Regions from separate parts of the Bicyclus anynana genome. Here region 1 is linked to region 2. The links are chromatin contacts, called in public Hi-C maps. All regions are on one chromosome and are shown on one strand. The core of a region is the stretch at or near the end of the contact, and the rest is flanking DNA. Distances in the headings are between cores, read along the strand shown. Region 1 overlaps LOC112054785. Region 2 overlaps LOC112049814 (AF4/FMR2 family member lilli).

Region 1 (5,519 bases), core at 2,941-5,440, 380 kb after region 2:
TCTTAGTGGGATTCCAGGAAAATACTTATATTCATTAAACTAAATAGATTGAAGCACACAGATTGGTTTAAAGCAAAAATAAGACAACCTTTAGTTTGATGATTTTTGGCAAATGCTTAGCTAAAATATTCTCCCTTGAAGATATTTTCTTTATATATATATTGTCAGATGACACTGGAATTTAATTTTAAATCACTTGTTTCCAACAAATAAATTATAAATCACCAGTTTCCAGCATGCGTTGGTATTCCCGGTTATATCCCCACAAAAAATTACCCACAATATCAACCAAATTCGATAATTAAATTAACACACAAATACAAACAAACATTCAATTTTATATATTAGATAATGATAGAATGACATTAGTAAACTTACCGGTGCATAGTGGTTGCGTAGCGAGACGGGCACGCCGCTCGGACTCACCGCGCTCAGCCGAAGCTTCACAAAATTGAACCGTATCACCGGGGAATACGGCCCATAGCATAAGCAATAATAATAACAACCTATTTGATTCATTTTTTTTTCTTTCTTTTTTCCCGTAAGGAAAAGGCTAAGGTCATCGTACAGCCTTTTCTTAAGTGTATATTTAATTCAAAGAACAACATATATATATTTTTTTATTATTTGTTCCCAAATGCAAAGATCGGTGACCATACAGCATAAACAGTATTTTATATTTAATGTTTTTTTTATTGTCCCGTTTTTTGTGATCGTACAGCCAATTCAGAAATATTTCTTACGAATTCAATTTATCTTCATTTTAATTGACTACAAGTGGTGGTTTAAAGTATTACAAATTATTATTTTTTAATTAAAAAATTAAGTCACATTTGTTAGTGTCAAACCAAAATCATAACATTGCTGTTGGAATAAAGTATAAAAAAATACAGTCAAAATTCAGAAAAGAAAATAAATTGTCTGTTTTGCTAGTTGTCAAAAATGATTTCACTGTGGCCTTGACACGTGTAGCTATAGACATATTTGAATAGAGATTGGACGGAGTATAAATGAACTGATCAGCGTGCCGTTATCTGTCAAAAGATATTCGATTTTGACATCGAGTAAGACGTGATTTCCACATCACACTACCCTGAACCATCTGACAATTTGTCAGACCTTAAGGTCTGCAAAAACGGTCACGCGTTTTGCTGAATCCATGCATAAGTTCTATGTTTTGATAGAATATGACGTATGTTATGAAGGCTATAACCATCTATCTACGGAATAAAGAATATTCGTTCTCTGGTTTTAATAAATATAAACTGAATTTATATTATGCCATGAGCCGTACCCTTGCAAAACATATAGGATTAATGTCACATAAATTAACACAATGGCAATGGAGAATTAGTCACAATAATGGAAAATACCAATAGCTTGACTAGAAATATAAAACAGCCTTGGTTTTGGACGCCACAACTATTTTTATCAATCTGCGCTTAGTACAATAATGTAACTAAATTAGTTCCAATTTTCCCGCAACATAGCGAGGTTATTTATTTTTCTAGTCAGACTGTAATAACTAAATTAACAAAACACTGAATTTAGTAACCCACCACCAAATTATTTTTATCTAGCACCTTAACACATTTCATTGTCATTCAGACATTGTTTCTATTAAGTAATAGCCGTGAAATCACAAATAACAGTGACTTATTACATACATTACTTGTTACATCTTGCGTTCATTCGTAGACAACACAAGCGTCATATATGAATATGTTGAGATGCCAGATGCTACTACTATTTTACCCAAACTACGAGTTAACTAATTTAACCAATAAAGTAATGGTTTGCCACCATAAAAAATATGTTATCACAGTGTAAACAAACGGTTTAACATTTATAACAGAGAATTTTGTTATATTTAATTTAATTTCATGTAGTTATTTCTTCTATTAAGTCATAACTACACTGGGTTTTTACCTTTAAATAAACTATTATTATTATTATTATTATTATTATAACTTCGCCATATAAATAATTTTACATTCTTTTGAGCGATCATTAAGCATATGTGAAATATTTTTTGTAGCACTCAATTAAGCTGCAATGTAAATTATATTACTATTCAACAGGCTTAATTGACTTTATAATATCCTTCAAGATATTGGCATAACCCAGCAGAAAGCCAAGAATTCACTAACATATATCGTCAATTATGATTTCTAATCTAAAACATAGCTCTCTCTTTTGTCACAATGGGATGAAAGCTAAGATTAATTACCTTTGGACTAGTATCACATTCAAATTCACCAACAAAATTGTCTGTCGTTTTCTGAGGGGGACGAGGTAAACTCACACATCGAAAATATTTAACACCAATAAATATATCCTGTGTCCGTAAACTACACACAACTATAAATTTAAATCGTAATACACACACGTGTAATTTGAACACAATGAAACATCAATTCTATAGACGCAGTTTGTATATAGGCGTTAGATCGTGATCATATACTTTTGACAGAGGGGTAACTATGGTAATTGGTCTGAGGATAAAAGGGAAAGCTATTATGTTAAACAAATATAATTATCCCAGGTCTATTAGTTATATTATAATGCACTTATTAGTAAACAATCATTGACCTCTTGTAATAAAAGGACGCACAATCATGTAGATCATGTATAAAATTTCACTTAAAAACTGGCTTTTTAGTTTTGTCAGTTTTAGAGTTATTGGTAAAGAAAATTATACCTAATGTCCTTCATATATAGTTCAATATTCAATAAAATCCAAAATTCAACCTTAAGAATTGAGTTTAGGGTTGAATTTGGAAATGCGACTTCTTGAATTGAGTGCCAAGAAGTTGTGTTTTTTCAATTGGGACGTGTTTTGGTCGCTGATTGTGCATCCACTTTTTTAATAGGAGATCGATGTAAAAAATGCTTACATCTTTAGGCGCGACAAGTTGACTTTGAGGCCGTTCTCTACGCAAAGTCTCCGTCCCCTGTCGGACCAGCGCTGGAGGATTCAGTAGCGTTGGCCTGTCTTGCCTCTCTTGTTCCTGATGTTCTTTCTGCAAGGATGATGAAAAGCTTTTATTTAACTTTTTTTTTAAAAGAATATTTGCCATATTTTTTTTTAAATATGACCAATATTCCCATACCCCTCCAATTAGTCGGGAAAGACTGTGTTAGGAGTGGGTACGTCAATAGACCAACAGGGCGGTGATAGAACCACCACCCCTTCGGTGATGAGTCCGACTACTCTTAACGTTGAGCTATTGAGGCTTAAGTAACTAGCAAAATATATTGTATGTATGTTACGGTGGATTCTTTGAACTCAATTTTGAAATAGATATCTTCAACCGACTGAGCTGAAATTTTGTATACACGTTAAGTTTGGATGACAATGCACGATATGTTATATGACGTCATTCAAAATGCAATATGGCGGACCACACAAGATGGCGGAATAGTTATTTTTAATGCATTTCTACAATATGGGTATCAAATGATTAAGATAATCAATTTAGAGAGATCAATTTACATGACGAAATTGTTACTAGTTTACTCGGATTTTCAAATTGCGCGTCAAGCCTTTGTTATCATATAAATTTTAATAATTTTTATCTTTTTAGAGTGTTTAAATAAAAGCTTTTTGTAAAAACCTTTTTTTAAAAAGCTTTTTGCTTTTAATTTATTTACAACTCAAGTTCCAGAAGTAACTGGTGCTAACATGCGACCAAGTGAAGAGAAACAAACAAAATATAGTCCAATGGCGGCGGAGTTGTTACAGTCCCATTTCAATGCAATGAAAGAGATAGCTGTGTTTCCGGTTGCACTTTGAAATTTGACTATTTCTATTCACGAGATTATCACGTTTGTCGCACATTTTATGTAGAAAATCATCAGTTAGAACAGGGTTTGGAATATCCTTCCCAAGTCAAACAATGTGTGAATATGAATAGACATCTTCTAGGTAAGTGTGATCCTTCTTAGACTATATCTACACTTACTTATGAGGTCATGGTAAAACACGAGCCTATCTTTATCTTGCGCTATCCGTCGTCGACGCGTGGTGATGCCCTACAGCCGCGCCCCTGCGTTACCGGTGTTACCTCAGTATTGCTTAACGTTCCGAAACGTCATAAAGTTTGTACACGCACCTGATGCGTGGCGGTAGTGTAGGAGTCCCTTCGTTGCGGCATAGTGAGAGCGGAGTGCACGGGCGGAACGGGCGCGGTCGGACTGAGCGCGGGGTTGGATGCGTACACTCCTCGTCGGACCATCGTCCGCCCCGCTAACACTCGGGCCGCGGTCGATGGTGGGTTTCCTATAATAATTTAAATATCTTAATTGAATATAAGATTTAAAAAAAGAAAAAATCGCGAACAAATTTATGATTAAGAACGCCGGATTGGTTCTAAACAGTATATCTTAATTTAATTTAAGATGATTTTAAAAATAAAAAACATCGCGAACAAACTTATGATTAAGAACCCCGGATTGGTTCTAAACTAGTATTTCTTAATTGAATTTTATGTGATTTTGAAAAAAAAAAGCGAACAAATTCATGATTAAGAACGCCGGATTGGTTCTAAACAGTATATCTTTATTGAATTTTATCTGATTTAAAAAAAAATCGCGAACATATTCATGATTAAAAACCCCGGATTGGTTCTAAACTAGTATATTTTAACTGAATTTTAGATGATTTTAAAAATGAAAAAAAAAAATAGCGAACACACTCATGATTAAGAACCCCGGATGGGTTTTAAACTAGCGCGCATTTCTTCAGTCACTCATTAGGTATCCTATTAAGTTCCTTATGTGAACTGTACTGCCTCAGTTTTGATGTCGGCAAATGGTCTTAATTGAATTTTAGATGATTTTAAAAATAAAAATAATTGCGAACAAATTCATGATTAAGAACCCCGGATGGGTTTTAAACTAGCGCGCGTTTCTCCAATCACTCACCAGGTATCCTATTAAGTTCTTTATGAGAACTGTACTGCCTCAGTTTTGAAGTCGGCAAATTGGTCTTTCTTGAGACAGTCGCTGGGGGTGGCATGGCACTGTATATTCCTGGAATTACATACAAAATAATCCATTTAATTTTTTTTTGATTCATTTCTATATGGTAACGGGTATCCAAAGCTTGGCAAGTTTGTTGGTGACAGTCTCATGGTATGCGGGCGACGGGGGACGTATTAGTGGACAGTCACTGTCGACAACTACACGCATTAGATGACCTGCGGCTATTTGGTTGTCTAGACAACCAAATGACTTATAATCAATATCTTATATCAATATCATAAAATGTTTTTTTATTAGTTAATAGGAAGATTTGCAATATGGAATACAGCTCAGGGGTTCTGCTTGTGACTCCAGCTTCTCAATAATTCACAGAGCTGAGGACTACATACTCAAGTAAATGTTCAATGCACCATGGTTCATTAAAAATATCGACATCCATGAGTATATGTGTTTGATACACATATACTCATGGATCTCGATATTTTTATGAACCGTGAAAGAGGAAATCCACTGGCAACTCACTATACCAGACT
Region 2 (5,170 bases), core at 2,612-5,111:
AAATGTCCAGACGAAGCGATTTACGAGGAAATCGCGTCACCAATCGTATGAACGTCTTGTATGATCACATGATCTTACAATCACGTCATTGGCTACGAAATCGCTTCATCCGGAGTAAGTAATTGCGTACAGAAATACAGTTTTAGTAATATAACCGTATTTATGTGACGCTGTTTATTTGGATCGCTTTTACTGGCCGATTACACATTATCACAAACTTTTGGAAGTAGTTCGCATTTATTGCTAAGTACGGGCAATATAAAGCCATTTTGTAAATAGCACCCAAGCAGACGCCCAGCTTAGCCGTAGAGTTTGTGGAAAGTTTTCCTTGCTGAGCTGAATTATTAAATCATTTCCCTTGTATGCAAATAACTCTACCGCCAGGCCGAGACAACTGGGCAGGTACCTATTACATGTATTATTCTCTAGTATAAAAACACACATCGATGATTAATTCTACTAACGCAATAACTGCAATAATGATCAATTTCAAAAATATAATTATATTACCAAGCAATAATTATTATTATTTATTTATTTTATTACAGTAAAATGTGTTATATTACATCACATCAAACTTGGAACCAATTAGAACTAAATACACTTATTAAAAACTGTATACTTGAAACGTTGCGAGTGCCATCATACTGTTAGTTTGTTTTGCCCTTAACTATATAATAATAATAATATTTTATATATAAAGCGATATTGTTTGTAGAGTCCGGTTGTTTGTCTTAAGGGTCTATTCAAACATATCATATCATCATGGTCAGAAGATAATAATGTGCCAATCGCTAATTGACGCAACATGTTTCTCGTTTGAAATTGTCAAAAATGTCAACTGCAATAAGGGTAGACAAGGATTGCTTCCATTAGAGGACATGCACTAGAATAACCAAGATTCTTGTAATATATGAGATACTGAGCACATTAATAATAATCCATCCCTTTACAGATTATGTTTGAATAGACCTTTCAGTTTACTTTTATATTGTTTGTTCATTTCCCTCTTTGTTTTAGCAATACATCGAAATGGAGTCGTTAAAAAGCTGTCTACTTGCATTATAATATTTGGACACAATACAAAATTATATATTGTTGCAAATATGTCGCCTTCGCTAACATATTCTGATTCTTCTACAAGTATTTGATTATGTAGATATTGCTAGTATGACTCCATCCGATTCATTGTTCGCTAAGATACGCATTGAGGCTCTTGTGGCCAAAATATAGAGGTCACGTTAGCCTTACTTGGTGTTTCTAAGCGTACTCTAAAAATTATAATTTCTCTTGTCTCCGATCAAAAGTACACCAAAATATCACAATAAATTTCTAAAAATGATATAATTAGCACATTATTATTATTAAAATTAGCAAAAACTCGTATAAAATTTATTCTCAATAATATTTTTTTTTATAAATACACAAAACTCTGTAGAACTACTAGATCAAATGTCACAGTCATTTATTTATTTATTATTGCTTTTCTTGAATCAAATTTAGTACAGCTACTGAAAATATATTTTATTCTGATTAATTAATACAAAGCCGCGAGATTTGTACATTTTTAAATTTACAGCTTTTAAGTAAAAGCCAGGCCAAGCGATGCTCGGTTTTCAAGGTACTCTTTACTTATCGTCCGGTGAGCGATCGGTATTAACTTCACACACACACACAGGTGACACAAATTTTTTAATGCACAATTTTGGTGGAATCACTAATATGACGTAAGCTAACGTGTCACAGTCAATTTGTATGGACGGCCAACTGTAAATTGACAGTTTCATACAAAATTGACTAATCAACAAGACTCCAGTGTCACTTTAAGATTTTAAACCGCTCCGATAATTAATATTTCTCAACTAACCAAAATATTAAATATTCCGCCCGATGTTTTCCCCAATTTCTTTCTCTTTATTTTGCGTTTTCAAAATTGCGTCTACAATATTCTGTGTATCTAAGTGAGTTCTAACCATATTGTATGTCTTAATACGCAGTACTTGTTTACTTTTAGATCTTCTTGTGTGATCTTCAATAACATTTTTTATTACATTCCTAGCGAAAAGTAGATATGCTAAGCGGATTTAAGTTCATTCAAGAATGGTGTATTCAAGTTCAATAAACTATTTTTGTCCGTATATATTCAATATAAATACAAATAAAAAAAATATATTGAGAAATCAAAAAAATGTGGTTTTATAAAAAAATGTGTTCGTTCATTATAAAATAGACCGTTAAAATATTGAATTGCTTTTAAAATTACTAAAGAATAATAAAAAAAAAAAAATATTATTTAAACATTCACCAATGAAATAGAAAAATAAGAGTTACATCTATTTTCGAAACTAAATTACCAATGTAATAAGTATAAATGATAAATCATGATTGTTCATACCTTCGAAATAAAGGGATTAGTCGAAATGAATGCGTGATTTAAAGTTAAAATCTTAGGCTAAATTAGTCCAAAAAACGATTAAATAGTGAAATCCTATAGATAAAATTTGCGAACCAAGTTTCATTGGAAGTATTAGAACTTGCATAAAAAAGTAGTTTGTCGTGTTGCTGAAAATGTGGACTTCGTGATACGAATTATTGTCCTTTTTTCAGATTTTCAAATACGTTTTCTGTGTTGTTTAATACGTATGTAGGAGTCTGTCTTATTGACATGTTTATTAAATATCGTGATGTAAAACCTTATTCCTCGAACACGTTATATAAGAGAAATGTGCGCTCACATTCCCTTGCCTCAATGAGTCCCTACTCTCGTATAAAATCACTATAATCTCATTTTGATTATTAAGACGCAATGTTTAAGAGTTGCTTATGCCTCATTATAATGCCTCATTTCGTTTCCATAATCTCTTATATCTTTACATACATTACATTATAAAACCCTTCTTATGTTATAGGTGCGAAATTCGGAGATGAATATTGCCACTAAATTATTAGAGCGTGTCATATTGAAGTAATTTCGGAATTGAGGTGGAATTTTTCGCAGATGCGATAGTAACACAGTCTAATAAAATAATCATTCCTGAATTTTACATCCATTTCAATGAGGTTCGTGCGTGAACGCCAAAGTGCGTTTTCAACTCTATCTCGCGATTGTGTTCTTTATCTGCCTGCTTAGCTTTTAATAATAATCACTACAAACAGACAAACTTGACGATTCAAAAGTGCTTCTAAATTAAGTTTACGTATACTTGAAAAACTAATCTAGTTTAATTTATTTTTCTGTTCGATCTGATGTTATGATATAATAAGTCCATCGTCACATACTCCAAAAAAAATGTGGCCTTAAATATTACCACACCCTGTTTTATAATACTGAAATAGATAAAGTCACACAAATCCGTCAGGGTTTCAGTGTGTTTAAGTGTCGTGGCATAAACCAAAGTTTAATTCACATTTCACGTGATGTGATTGATCTATTTTAATATTATACAAAATTACTTTAAATTCTAATAGAACCTGTTCAATAGAAACAGTCTTGAAAAGTTCAATATGTCAGTTAATAATGATTGAAACTCTCTACGAATAGTAAAACTTGCGTCTTGTGAATGGACGGTTTAGACGCAAGAAGAGATAAAACTGAAACGCAACATTGCGTTCACGCTGTCCATAATCGAATCCATCGAATCGAACGAATCGAAAACTATCAAATCACCAGGTGTCACCACCGCATCCACCAACTGTCACTTCCCGAGTCATCATGTGGAATCGAAACCGTCGTGAAGCGGAAACTAATGAATCGAAGTATCACCACCCACTGTCACTTCCCGAGTCACTGCACACAGAGTACCTGTACGCGTCACTGGGTGCACAGAGTACCAGTACGCGTCTATAGCGCTCGCTGCTGTGGGCGCCAGGCGCGCGGTCACTCGCGCGGCGCGTTCTTGAGCAGCGATATCGCGTGGCGCACGTACTGTACAAGATGGCGGAACGTCGACGACAGGGACAGCGGGCCGCACTTGCGGTCAACTGCTATGAACAGATCTGGAAAGAGATTAATTCACATTTAATAATTATGTTACAATTTTAGATGTATAAAAGGCGAGACTTGAGCGGCGGAACGAAAATATTGCCCTCTTTCGTCCCATCGGACTGAAAGATAAGTGCGATATTTCTGATAAAGTGTTTTATCTAGTTTTTGGAGGCAGGCAAAATCATTTTAGCAGTGTTTGCGTGAATCACCAGCATCTCGGGACCCCAACATTCATCGGATCTTCGAACTACATGCCTCGCCTATTGTCACTTGAGCTTCGCACATCATATTCTATTATTCATCATCATCATTAACAGCCGACGAACGTTTACTCATCCTTTCCTCAGTCCACCTAGTAGGTCGACCAACACTGCGCTTTCCGGTGCAGGGTCGCCATTCTACCACATTGGATACTATTAGTAAATAAAAATGTTGGTAATGTCACCTTGGTTCGCGCGCAGCCGACACAGGCAGTCGGCCTGCTCCCACAGGTCGTGCGCCACGTACAGGAACGTGTAGTACTTGGTGAGCTGCAGCAGCGCGTTGTGCGCGTGCACCGGCACCGCGTGCACCATGCTGCAGTAGGGCGCGGCGCCGGGCGCGTGCGGCAGCGAGCAGTAGCCCGAGGAGCCGGACCCGGAGCCGGAGCCGACGGACCCTGCAGGGGAGGGCGACGGCGACATGGGCGACGCCGAGCGCGCCGACGACGCCGCCGCCGCGCCGCCAGGCAGCGCCTCAGCACACGCGGGCTGAGGAAACAACACACATAATAAAACTCCCTGATATACGTAGCATGTACGAGACGGGATAGGTCAAGGAAGTTTTTGAAACATCGTTTCTAACAGCATTTGGTAATGCTGTGGCATTCAACAAAGACGGCCTAGTAATCAATTTCGTTTTTATTTCTTTCAAATTTTTAAATAGAATAACTACACACCTTCTGCTGATACTCCTGTACGATCTTGTTGTACTCCTTCACTTCCCGATTGTACATCTTGAACATCCGCAGGTATAGCAGAGCTTGCACTCGGAGGCTGTGGTCACAAAATAGCACCGTTACAATAAGAGATCCAATTAAAGCAATTGTCTACATATTATCAACTAGAAGTAGACTTTACTTTCTGGACAATCATTATGAATAGGGATTAATTGATTTATAATGCTATTAATCGCGAAAAAGGCTCT

The links. Hi-C and Micro-C count contacts between places; a contact is called where the count stands out from the background.
Region 1: a contact with region 2 is called in a Hi-C map of whole body, with 2.1 times the contacts expected there. The contact joins two enhancer-like sites. A contact is called at or near these places in 2 of 2 Hi-C or Micro-C datasets (whole body and whole larva).

The regions. Positions count from the first base shown.
Region 1 is chr23:537,476-542,994 of ilBicAnyn1.1, forward strand. It overlaps LOC112054785, which reads right to left. Exons shown (of 14, transcript XM_052888623.1): 9 at 4,927-5,034; 10 at 4,116-4,282; 11 at 2,898-3,023. Among protein-coding and RNA genes, the nearest start is that of LOC112049814, 18 kb to the left of the region's middle. Within about 2 kb of position 4,191, at least 5 of the 8 cell types and tissues checked have open chromatin away from gene starts, as enhancers often do.
Region 2 is chr23:160,645-165,814 of ilBicAnyn1.1, forward strand. LOC112049814 (AF4/FMR2 family member lilli) reads right to left here. Exons shown (of 21, transcript XM_052888787.1): 19 at 4,923-5,019; 20 at 4,431-4,734; 21 at 1-3,996. The coding sequence ends at 3,878. Among protein-coding and RNA genes, the nearest start is that of LOC112049043, 33 kb to the left of the region's middle. Within about 2 kb of position 3,862, at least 7 of the 8 cell types and tissues checked have open chromatin away from gene starts, as enhancers often do.